Regions from separate parts of the Arachis hypogaea genome. Here all the other regions are linked to region 1. A link is a contact called in public Hi-C data. All regions are on one chromosome and are shown on one strand. Each heading gives the region's core, a stretch centred on a gene start, on an enhancer-like site or on the middle of the called end of the contact. The rest is flanking DNA. Distances are from core to core; before and after follow the strand shown.

Region 1 (4,530 bases), core at 1,385-3,884:
AACGTAGTATTCATGTCAATGGAGTAGATCCCCTACTTTACATGGGGTTGATTAAGAGGAGACCTTTGAGTTGGGAATACTCAAGTGTTAATTCTAATTGGAAGTTGTTGGTTGGCTCTCTAGTCTATAACTCTAATCCTCCCTTAAGAGTGGATTAGGACTTGGGAATAGAGTTGGTTAGTTAGTTATTTGACTTTCCTTTATTCAGTAAAGGATAACTAAGTAGAACAACAACCTATTATTATTACACTTGGGAACATCCAACAAGGATAGAACTTCCGATTAATCTTCCCCCAGTCAAGGCCTTTTTATCATAGTTAATCAAATCTCTTGTTAAATTGCCTAGTTTCAATTCTATTCTCCAACTCTAACTTTCTTAGAAACCTTCTGATCAATAGATAGCATTCTCTCTGCAACTCGTTGGGAGACGATCTGGGGTTCATACTCTTAGTATTTTTATTCTAAAATTGTGACAACCTTTTCTAAATTGATAAGCAGATTTTCATCGATTAAGACTGTACTTGCAACGCCATTTTCACTATAAATTCTTAATCGGCTCATTTCCGCCACGTCAGTTATGCTAGGTAACTAATGACTTTTTTGAACAACATAAACAACGGGCCCTAAAATTGGCTCAATTCAACTAAAACACACTATGCCACTAATTAAATTTAGGATTAATTTACTCTTTTAACCCCATTGTTCACATTGCTCAACAATGTTGTTGTCTACCTATACTTTTCCTTTTTTATTGGTTTGAATATTCAAATTCAAAATATTTTTTGTTTGTTATACACACACCCACCCACTTACTGACACACACTACAACTACAACTAGTAACTCAGCTGCCGTCGAGTATCAAACTCAGGTGTAGCAACTTAAAAAGCAAAAACTTTGCCACTCTTAGATAGGTCGAGCTAAGCCTTAGAATGGTCCTTGAAGTTACACACGTGCTTCATAGTAGTCCCTGAATTTAACAGTTACCCATATTTGTCCCTGAAGTTGCACGCCAGGACTCAGTCTCGTCCTTCTGGCACATTTTCTCCAGCTGGCGTTACCGGAAAGCTGATCTGGATAATTGGATGACATGCTGGCGACGCTAAAACAACGTAGTATTGTTGATGGCGTGTAAATTCCCTAAAACGACGTCATTTCACTCCAAAACTGCTTTTGAAGAATCATCCCTCAAACATTAACGTAACGTATTGTCTCACCCTCTCAAAATACAACACAAACAGAGTATTTCCTTCTCCCCTATACTCATTAATGGCGGTGGTGTGAAGGCTGTAACTGTAGCGATTACGTTGGAAGACGACTGCTCTGGATGATCGGTTTCGTCATCTGCATCAGACAAAGACTGTACTGAAGGTTGGTTTCTCTAAAAGAGGTAAGGTAAAAAAGAAAAAAAATTATGTGATAATAGGAGTGCTCTGTTTTTTGGTATTTTTATTAGTTTAATATCTTTAGTAGTTAAAAACAATTTTTTGGAGTGTAATGTATGGGTATGCATGTTTATGTTTCGCAATGTTTGCTAGGGTTTGATCGCAACTAGCTTTCTGAGTGGTTAAGCTAATGAAACTATTGACTAGATAAGGGTTGTTTGTCATGGTGAAAACTTGTTTATTATCTGTTAGGGTTTATTGTATTTACAGTTGAAAACATGATTTTGTGTTTTAGTTGTGAAGTTTCCAATTTGTAAATGTGGTTGAAGATGATGAGTTCAATCATGAATTTTTGTTTTTAAATTTTATATAGATGGTCCTTTGATTACCATCATATTTCATCATGGAGGGTCATTTATCACATAGCATGATAGAAGTGTGAATTACAATGGTGGACAGATTTTTTAGTTGCCGAGAATTGACATAGATACACTGAATGTATTTTTTGTCTAAGACTACTACAAGAAGAATGGGTATGACAATGTGATCCAGTATTGGTGGTTGGTGCCTAATAGGCTATTGCAAACTAATCTTAGAATTGTGACACATGACAAAGAGTTCATAGAGATATATTACCTTACTCAGAAGAATAAAAAAATTATTCATGTGTATTATAAACATAAAATCTCTGAATCTATGTTTAATGAGGAAGCAAAACCAACATCATCCAAAGACAAGGAGCTAATAGTGCTACAAGATTTTATTCCACATCCATGACTCACCATTAACTACCGTTGAGTATCAAACTCAGGTGTAGCAACTTAAAAGGCAAAAACTTTGCCACTTAGATAGGTCTCAGCTACGAATTTGAAATATTGATAATGTATGTTTGCTATCTTTTTACTTTTTAGTTATATGGGTCGTAGCATTCTTTGGACCAGTATATGGGCTTCTAATGTCCGTAACAATTTCATAGTGCTAGTTGATTATACATTACATTTCTAGTTGCATTTAATAGAAACTCACATGAAGATATTCAGATTTATTTTTATTTGAAAATATAAATGATAAATATTTATATATTCACATAATTAGTTTAATTAAAAATAATCAATTTATTTTTTAAGAGCCATATCAATCAGTTTTTTTATTTATTTTAGCCAAAGCAAATATTTTTTTATATCAAACAATATTGATTCTGATAACTTTTGACATCAACATTATTAAGAAGATCAAATGCTATTTTAATATGGATGCAAGATGATAATTGGAAATTTGTAATTGCATTATCCACTTTTTCTTCTTTTCTTCATGGGGATAGGGGGAACAGTTCGGTTGGGTGGTTGGGTTCGGTTAATCAGTAAATTACTAAATTCAGAATCCCAGTGCCACTCGTGTCTCATCCTCTATCTCTTTTGACGATATATCGTTTACCGCAACAAACAAACCCAGCAGTCCTTCCATAAATCCGAAACCAAAAAAAAAATAATAATAATATGGAAGAGGATTCAGCAATGAACAGCAGTGTGAAGCCGAAGTGAGAGACAGAGAGAGAAAAGTTGCAGTTGCAGTTCTCTGTTCTCTCTTCTTCTTCATCTTCTACTCGGACAGTACCAATAGTAATAGTACCCGTATATCACACTAAAATTAAAAACCCTTTTAACATCAGCAGAAGAATCACCACTACTCCTGAAAGATTAGAAAATAGCGTTGGATTAGAGAGGAGAAGAAGAAGAAGAAGATGGGAATATTACAGGACGATGTGGTGATCATAAGGCAGCCAGACAAAGAAGGTGGCCCAACCGTCATAACCGTGAATTGCCCTGACAAGACTGGTCTTGGTTGTGATCTGTGCCGCATCATTCTCTTCTTTGGTCTTAGCATTGTGCGAGGAGGTAAGCCCCCAATTTTTCACTATGTATGCACACTTCAAGCATGGTCATTTAGGCATAACACTTTTTTGTTTTGATGGAATATTGGAAGATGTTTCAACGGATGGGAAATGGTGCTACATAGTGTTGTGGGTGGTGGGGAGAGAGAAGACAAGGTGGAGTTTGTTGAAGAAGAGGCTAATTGGGGCATGCCCTTCTTGCTCCTCTGCCTCTGGAATCTCATATTACCGCTCTGAGTTGCAGCAACCACCGAAGCCCCCTGATGTCTTCCTCTTGAAGTTTTGTTGCCATGATCGTAGAGGCCTTTTGCATGGTAAGTTAGGGACCCCCCTCCCCTCTTCCTTTTTTGGAAACCCTATTTGTTAATTTGTAAATTGGTAACTCTCTAAAATTGTTTTGACTTTTCAGGAGAAGCAAATAGATACAGAAACATGCAAAATATCTCTGTCCTAGGACAAAATTTCCTCTATTTCGGTGTTTTCTATATTTTCTATCCTAGACACTAAGAGTTATGTTTGATTGTTGTGAAAAGCATGCTAAAAGGAATGTAAACTCACAGGTTTAGATTGGCAAGTGATGTTGTTATAGTCTAAAATATTTCCAATTCTAAAATTCCATTGTGTATATTGATTAGAAGTTATCTAGTTTTTTCTTTTTTTTTTTTTTTTTTTTTACACCATCATTGATTCTTGAGGAAATAGACTAATTGAATCTCTTTTATTGTTTGGACAGATGTTACAGAGGTTCTTTGTGAGCTAGAGTTAACCATAAAGAAGGTGAAGGTATCTACTACACCTGACGGCAAAGTGATGGATCTGTTTTTCATCACCGACACAAGGTCTACATTTCTGTTTTTAGTATTCTTGGAACAGGCTTGCCATGTGAATTGTGATTGAGTACCCCCTAATTGTTTGTTTATTTCAACTCGAGTTTCTTAGTCTATTTACTAAGACAGGATTTGGTGTACCATTGTGAAGTACTCTTTTATTAAAACATACAAGGAACTTGAGTGCTGCTAATAAGGTAGCTAAGTAAAATATTGTGATGAACTATGGCTGTCCTGGTAGTTACCCTATCCCATTCTTATAAATAGATTTTTGGTTTTCCAAGGAAGTGAGCTAATCATGTTGTGAAGTTTTGTTTTGCAAAACTTTTATAGCAGACAATTTTGATGACAGTTCCAGCTGGTATTAGCTAGCTTACTCCTTAATTGTGTATATATCAGGGAACTTCTGCATACACCAAAAAGAAGGGA
Region 2 (4,314 bases), core at 1,609-4,108, 360 kb before region 1:
CACAAGTCATCCTTCGCTGCAGACATGGCGGTTCTCATCTAGTGTATCCTTACAGACTAGCCTCTCAACCTACCGAGACACCTCTGGCAGGCCATGGGACATGTACAGATTGTGGGCAACCTACCCTTTTCCGCCTTGGTTTTAAATCTAGTCTCAGCAGCCAGAGTTACCTATAGAGCTGGGGACACCAAGTCCATGATTCCATAGGATGATTAGTATGTCTCCAACCGAAAGTACATCAGACCCCCAGCATCTACTACCAGCCGAATTGCAGATCCGGCCGGAGATATTCCTTCCCCCCCCCCACATCATAAGTACCGTCAACAAATCAGCTGCTCCTTCAGATACTACAAAGGTTGGATCGGCTAGACCGACAGGCAAAGCGAATGGAGCGCCGTAACAAGCACCGATTTACATACCTCAAGGAGCTTATTGTTGGCAGCCACCCACCTGAAGATGTACTAGACACTCCGGACTCCACCTCACCTACCAACACCGGGAGCCATGACAACCCTGACTGTGGAGATGTTGTTACCAGCCCCCCCTTTGTTCCTAACTGATGGCACCAAGGACGGTGCCACGCTTTAAGTGTGTGGAGGTCGGTCAGTACCTGACTTCCGGAGGTAACTGTTCTCTTTCTTAACACCAGTAGGTTATTTTTTTTCTTTTGTAGATAGGTTAGATTGCATAGTAATAAATATTTGCATGTATGCTCTACTTGGTTGAAAAATAATAAGTTTCTTTTCAAGATCCTATTTTATAGTATTTCACTAATTTAAATTGAGAAATTTGTGTTAAACTTGTTTGAAGATTGTATGTGAAACATAGTTTATAGCTAAGAACACACAACCTATGAGATTTTGAGCTTAATTATATGGTTACATTATCTAACCATAAATTTTTATTCTTGTATGTTTCTTCTCCTCTATGATTGCAATCTATGGTTTATTCCACTCTGTATGTCCAGTATTCAATGTATTCATGCATATGTATGATTGAGGCCATTATTTGTTGTTAGTTCACTATCCCAAATGGCCTACCATTCTAATTACTTTTGTTTATCACTTTGAGCCTTTTAATCCCCATTTGTTCTATATATTACCACATCACTAGCCTTAAGCAGAAAAATAATTAATTATCTCAATTGAATTTTTGGTTAGCTTAAGATAGAGATGGTGTATCAACTAAGTGTGGGGAATTGTAGAAAACCTGGGTTAATGGGAATGTGTTGTGTTTTCACTTTAATTAAATATAGAGAATTTGGGTGCCTACTCATATGAAACCAGAAAAAACTATATGCATTGAAATGTTTTGTTTATTTTTACATTAAAAAAATTCCAAATCTAGGGGAATGAAAGCACCCCAATGTTAAATTCAATAAAAAGATCAATGCATATGAGATAAAATAGAAGAACATTTAAATACATGAGTAGGTGAAAAACACAAAAGTGAGACTATGAGTAGTTAGGCATGATTTTAGAAGCATAGGGAATGTGCGTGCGTTAGGTGAGAACTTAGGTTAATCAAGGATTCAATTCTCAGCTCACTTAGCCATACATGTATCCTCACCCTTACCTAAGCCCCATTACAACCTTGAAAAAGACTTCATGATGTTTGCATGTGTGCACTAAATACTTGTTGATTGGTTACATGAAGAACAAATTTAAGAGCGCATGAATGGAGGAGACTAGAGTGGATTACCCTATACACTTGAGTGATTAGAGTGCATATACACTTCCAATGAGGGTTCAATACTTGACTCTATGTTCCCTGCTTTTATAAGCTATCTTCTTGTAAGTTTACTGGTCTTTACTGTATGATTTGAATTAGTAGAATCTGATTTTTATTTGTCTTGCAGAACTTGTTCATTTCCTTAACCAAGTAAGTACAGACATTTCATCATATAGTTGCATTCACATGTATAGGTTGCATTGCATGAGTCTTGCTTTCCCTATTCATTCTTTCTATCTCCTTGAGCTTAGCATGAGGACATGCTAATGTTTAAGTGTGGGGAGATTTGATGCACCACTATTTTGTGGTACATCTTGTGCTTAATTGAGTGAATTTTAGCCACCATTCTCACACTTATTCATACAATTTACCTAATTTTACAATTCCTTCTCAATTTTGTTCTAAGATTGAAAACTTGCTTCTTAAACTTTTAAATTGTATATTTTTAATCCCCCTTTATATCATTCTATGCCGTGATCTGTGTGTTAAGTGTTTTCAGGCTTTATAGGGTAGAAATGACTTAGAGGATGGAGAGGAAGCTTGCATAAATGAAAGGAGTACAAGAATTAAAGGAGATAACCAGCGAGGAGCGACGTGTGCGCGTACCTGAGGCATGCGCATGAATTGAAGCTCGTTCAGTAATAATTAATAAATATTAAATAAGACAATGATATATATATATATATATATATATATATATATATATATATATATATATATTTAAATAAATAATTTAATATTTTTTTAAATTTTAAATTTTAAAAAATTAAATAATCTTTTTATTATCGATACAATCAAATATTTTTGTTTAAAATTTAATTTAATTTAATAAAGGAACTATAAACGAATATAAATTATATTCCTTTCCAATGCCGAAAATATCTTTACATATATTATTACGGGCAATATGTTTATTTGTTTGTATATTTCTCGTGAAAGTTATGCATGATTTTTCTATTTGATCTCTTAGATATGGTGAAGAATGCAAGGTGGATTCGAGAGGGAGAAAAGATTCTGATCCGAAGAATGCGATTATTATAAAAAGGATTAACGTTTTCCAAATGGGATGGTAGGTATGGTATGAATATGATGGTAGAGAATAGAGATACCTCTTTTTGAGCACCCCCACCTTTATATTTATAGAGAGTCACGTGACGGTACCATCTTTTTAGGCAAACAACACGTGATGTGCCTATATTGTTTTAACTTCCACAGATAAATGTTAAAATTATTTATTTAGTATATTTAAAAATTTTAAATTCTTATCTTATTTATAAAACTTTTTGCACATTTCTAATTTAAAAGAGTATCTGTATTTTATTTTATTTTAGCAACGAGTATCTTAAAATTATTCATTCGTTCATTTTAACTTTGTTTATTTATTTTCTTATCGAGCAGGAGATGGAGATGATTCCTTTTCTTCCAACTTCTCCGCAAATGAGATTACGATTTTAACGAAACTTCGAGGAAGCCACCTCAACCCAACACATACATATGCACTGCTCATTTTTTTACTTTAACTTACTTTGAATATTCTACTCATATTTATGTTTTTTTAATTTTGAATATTCAATTCAAGGCTAAAAGAAAAGGCAAAGAAAAAGGTGGAAGACCACTCCAATGGCCAATGTGTTTGGATTTTGGAGCCACGCTAGAGGCCAGCTGAGGAGCATTATAGGATAGATAATGGGAAATTGGGAATGGGATCCAGGATCCTAACTAATGCACTAATATTACAAAAAAAAAAAAAAAAACTTTAGAGACTAACCGAGTTTAACAATTTTAGCTAGCAATTAGCCAATACAAATATTAAATTATCTTTAAAAAAAATTTACTCATTTATATACATAAATTTTAATAAGTATATATAAATTATATTAATTTATATATCTAAATTCTAATAAATATAAATATAAATTATATATTTTATATATAAAAATTTTTAAAAATATAAGTTATTATTAATTAAATATTAATTTAAAATAATAATATTTATTAATTATATAATATTATTATTAACATTAATATTTTTATCTAAAGATGATATTTAATTTTGTCTCAATTTTTACATAAAAATCAATTTGATTATCTTGGTTTTAAAGTATTATTTTAAATCACTGCTATAGTAACTAGTATACTAATAAACACGTTTAAATATACGCGACAATAATCTAAATATAATATTATGTAAGATAATAAATAGTTTATATTTTGATTAATAAAATTTGAATTTAATTCTTAGAAGTTAAAAAACTTATTTGTGTGGATGTATATGACCAGAAATATTTTAAGAAAAAAATATACAAAATTTCTTTTTAATTCCCATTGTGTAATAAAATAGAAATAGATAATTAATTTTATATATTAGCATTTTTTACGATAATAATTAGTCTGATGATTAAAACACCATTACGATCTGCGATTATATAACTCAAAAATCAAATTAGTTCGTTTTAAAATCTAATGACCAAATTGAATTTCTAATAAAAATTCAATAAATATTATCTCTATCTATTTATAATTTTTAAAAGCATTTCTTGCGAGGGTAGTTTCTCTTTCTTTAAATGAAATTTTAAAAGATAA
Region 3 (4,565 bases), core at 1,226-3,725, 490 kb after region 1:
ATTCCATTAGCCATACAATAAGCATCAAAAGCTTGGGAAAGTAAATTCACCAGCATTATCAAGACGAATTGCTTTGATTGGATTTTTTGGAAATTGTGCTTTTAATCGAATAATTTGAGTCAGTAATCTCGCAAACGCCAGGTTGCGAGAAGATAATAAGCACACATGTGACCATCTCGAAGATGCGTCTATTAGGACCATAAAATATCTAAAGGATCCACATGGTGGATGAATGGGTCCACATATATCACCTTGAATCCTTTCTAAGAATTCAGGGGACTCAAACCCAATCTTTATTGGTGATGGCCTTAAAATTAACTTTCCTTGAGAACATGCAGCATAACAAAATTCACTAGATTTAAGAATCTTCTGGTTCTTTAGTGAATGTCCATGAGAGTTTTCAATAATTCTTCTCATCATGGTTGTTCCCGGGTGACCCAATCTATCATGCCAAGTTATGAATTCATTTGGGCTAGTAAACTTCTGGTTTACAATGGTGTGCGATTCAATTGCACTAATCTTGGTGTAATATAACCCAGATGAAAGTGAGGGTAATTTTTCTAATATAACTTTCTTATTTGAATCATGAGTTGTGATACATAAATACTCATGATTTTCCTCATTCATTGTCTCAACATGATATCCATTTCGGCGAATATCTTTGAAACTCAACAAGTTCCTCAAGGACTTGGTAGATAATAGTGCATTATTTATTATAAATTTTGTTCCTCCAGGAAACAAAATTATAGCTCTTCCAGAGCCTTCAATCACATTGCCTGAGCCAATAATAGTATTAACATATTCTTCTTTTGGCACAAGATGGGTAAAATATATATCACTTTTGAGAATAGTGTGCGAACTTGCACTATTCGCAAGGCATACATCTTCATTACATATCCTTGCCATTCTCTTCAAAGACAAATAATAATAAAATGAGTAGTATGCACAGCTAAATTGAATACTTGATCAGAATTATTTTTCTAAGAAACATTGTACATAAAAATAATGTCATATGCTAAAATTTTATTTTTGAAGCATGATACATTTAATGATTTCAAAATTCATAAACATTGACATTTCATTATTTATATACATCATATTTGAAACTCAAATACATAGAAGATAAAACTTAACAATAAGTTCTTTACATTATTTATTTTCATGAATACTTAACAATCTCACATATTAAACTATTCCATCATTGATCAAATGACCAATATTCCCTTCAGGATCCTCAAAGAAATCAGATACATCATAATGAGTGGTGAAATTTTCAGTATCATTTGAAACAAAATTTGACTCTTTTTCCTTGTCGTCCTTTTTCAAAGATGCCTGGTAAAGATCGATTAGGTGCCTTGGGGTACGATAGGTACATGACCAATGACCCTTTCCACCACAACGGAAACACTTATCCTCTGTTGATTTATTCTGCCCATATTTCTTTCTTTATCCCACTTCTGGTGAGATCCTCACTTTTGAATATAATTCCTTTTCCTTCCATAATTTTTCTTATTATTAAAAGCTTGTCATTTACATATTCTGGGGTAATTTGCCGCATTTACTTCAGGAAATGGGGCGGCGCCAGCTGGGCGCGCTTCATGATTTTTCAATAGCAACTCATTGTTGCGTTCAGCAACAAGAAGGCAAGAAATTAACTCAGAATATTTTTTAAACCCTTTTTCTCGATACTGCTGCTGCAGGAGCACATTCGAGGCATGGAAAGTTGAGAAAGTTTTCTCTAACATATCATGATCAGTTATCTTTTTCCCACATAATTTTATTCGTGAGGTGATTCGAAACATTGCAGAATTATATTCATTTATAGATTTAAAATCTTGTAGATGCAAGTGCGTCCATTCATATCGAGCTTGAGGAAGTATCACCATTTTTTGATGATTGTACCTTTTTTCAAGGTCTTTCCAAAGATCTGCAGGATCTTTTAATGTCAGATATTCATTTTTCAATCCCTCGTCAAGATGACGACGAAGAAAAATCATGGCTTTGGCTTTATCCTTCTGGGATGCATTATTTTCAGCCTTAATGGTATCTCCAAGATCTATTGAATCAAGATGGATTTCAGCATTTAATATCTATGATAAATAATTGTTTCCAGAAATATCAAGAGCATTGAATTCAAGATAAGAGAGCTTCGACATAATGAAAATTTGTTACCTGAGTCTTTCAAAAAATTTGATCAGAGTCTCGTGCTGATAACGTGTTGTAAAATAAATAAATAAATAAAGAAGATGTAATAAATATAAAATATAATTATATCTCTAATAGTAATATTCATCACAATTATTATCACAATATAATAGATATGATTAATATATTTACTAATATTATAGTAAGGTATACAAAGAGAGAAAATAAAGATTAATAATATGAAAGAGAGAGAGAATATTATTTAGTTGTTGTGTGTAATATTGACGGATGCTTAACCTCTTTTTATAAGCATAATGAAAAAAAATTTTCAACCTTCATTAATGTAAGTTCTTTTTTGGTAATATAAAAAGTGAGTCACCCAACCATGATATTAATGGGCATCTATATCTATTGTGTTTATCACAACAAGAAGTAAATTAATCATACGATTTGTCTGTTAATTGAATATTTACTAAAGTTAAGAGAAAAAATAGTCTAGATAGAGATACCAAAGAGACAAAGATGGTCTTGTCTTGTCCCCACAAAATTAAAGTGGTGTGAAATAAGATAAATTTCCGATGTTAAAACCCCCCCTTTCCCCCAATTCTCAATCATCTTCTGTTCGATGTGTACCAGGGTGTCCCATGTACCAGTGATAACCGTTCTTATTCCTCAGAGTTGCCGACTTAGCTATTGACTTGGAGTGTTGGAAACTGAACAGAGACAGAACTCTGCTCCAAAAACCCTACACTGATTCTCACTCTCAATTATCCTCAATTTTCCGTCACTTCCAATGCGCTGTGTCTGCTATTCGTATATTTCACTCTCCTTTCTCATTCATTTCCCTTTCTCCGCCTACAACTTCACAATTCTTTTTGATATTTCTTGTTTTGCCTTTCAATTTTGTTTTCATTGCAGTTACTGAACTAACCGATGGATCAGTCTCCGCTCGTTCCAGCTGAGGTGCCGGATTTCATTGGCGGCGGTGGCGGCGGCAGCAGCAACACGAGGAACGTTTCCATGGTGAACGGTTACATTGTTTATACCAGAGCTAATATGGGACACCGGAATTTATGTAACGAAATTTCCAATACCAATGAATCTAAGAAATTCAGGATTCGCGAAGACGTAGAACCGAATGCCAAGCTTCCAATGAAAGAAAATAACGGAACAAAAATTTTGGCGGGAAAGAAGAACAAGTGTTCCGAACCGAAATGCGAGCTCAGCGTTTCGATGGTTAGGCCATTTAAGCGGTTTACACGACGGTCGGCGGCACTGGAAGGGAAAGTCGTTTCGAATGATGTTGGTGGAGAGGTGAGCGGGATATCGAGGAACAAGTTGGAAATGAAGATGTCGAAGAAGATTGTGGTCAACAAGACGCCCATGACGGTGAAGGAGCTCTTCCACACTGGTCTTCTTGATGGGGTCTCGGTGGTTTACATGGGCGGTATTAAGAAGGTTCGTTATGTTTGTGATTTTGTGAAATATGACTCAGGTTTTTCTTCTATTCCTTTTTTGGACTATCTAGTTAGAAACTTTACTTAAGAAGATTTTATGAGAAGAAGGACTAAAAAAAGCGTTTTCATATTTAGGTACAAATATAATATAGTCGATAGTTTACTTGTCCTTTTAGGTAATAATGGATTTCAAATTTTACTTTGTGTAGTTTGTGGCCAACAACAAATTTTAAACAGAGTTCAGGTGCACGATAAATTAGTGATTGATCTTATTATATTAGAGGACTCTATGAGAAATAAAAAATATAGATGTTTTCGATTATTTTTCACGAGTTTTTTATATAATCTTTTAATTAAATTTATCTGTTTAGAATTTTAATTTAGTTAGTTTTAAATAATATTTCAATATACTATTGAATTTTTATGTAAAACATTTTAACAGTAGGAAATTAAATTCATTTTTAAGTTGATAAATACATGTTTTAACCTTTCAAATGTTAAATATAGTTGTAAGTGGTAATAATATCCAAATTAGCTTTATGCCATAGCCAATAGTAGATTGTGCAGCATATAAGTGGCCACGCCACATCTTATTTTTAATGAATGAATAAAATTAAAATAAGAATTGAATTGAATTGTACTTCATTCCTTATAGACTTCTAGTTTACTGCTAGTCAAATTTTAGCGATTGATTTAGCTACTAGGCAATAGCAGAAGCGGTATGGGCCACTATTAGATTGTGCTCTTGTCTAATACGGAATAACATTTGAGTTGTTAGCATAAATAAGAGAAAAAAGGAGATAATAACGACTAATATAACCAAGGTTATTAGATTCAATACTACCTGGCAAACCTAATTTTTTGTCCCTTTAAGATTATTCATAGTTATATTAGGTGTTATTATATTCATTCATTTTTCTCATTAACCGTTAGATATAAGATCCATTGACCTCATGTATAACA

What was found. A called contact is a pair of places that touch in the nucleus more often than the background predicts.
Region 2: a Hi-C map of leaf shows a contact between it and region 1, with 2.7 times the contacts expected there. The contact joins the enhancer-like site here to the promoter of LOC112696571 in region 1. A contact is called at or near these places in 3 of 8 Hi-C or Micro-C datasets (all in leaf).
Region 3: a Hi-C map of leaf shows a contact between it and region 1, with 2.8 times the contacts expected there. The contact joins the promoter of LOC112696573 here to the promoter of LOC112696571 in region 1. A contact is called at or near these places in 2 of 8 Hi-C or Micro-C datasets (both in leaf).

What each region holds. Positions count from the first base shown.
Region 1 is chr6:43,903,366-43,907,895 of arahy.Tifrunner.gnm2.J5K5, forward strand. It overlaps LOC112696571 (ACT domain-containing protein ACR10), which reads left to right and starts at 2,635. Exons shown (of 6, transcript XM_025749391.3): 1 at 2,635-3,278; 2 at 3,367-3,588; 3 at 4,008-4,113; 4 at 4,501-4,530. The coding sequence starts at 3,125.
Region 2 is chr6:43,543,538-43,547,851 of arahy.Tifrunner.gnm2.J5K5, forward strand. No RefSeq gene overlaps it. Among protein-coding and RNA genes, the nearest start is that of LOC112700489, 10 kb to the left of the region's middle. Within about 2 kb of position 2,859, at least 2 of the 3 cell types and tissues checked have open chromatin away from gene starts, as enhancers often do.
Region 3 is chr6:44,394,880-44,399,444 of arahy.Tifrunner.gnm2.J5K5, forward strand. It overlaps LOC112696573, which reads left to right and starts at 2,476. Exons shown (of 21, transcript XM_072198166.1): 1 at 2,476-2,958; 2 at 3,064-3,603. The coding sequence starts at 3,079.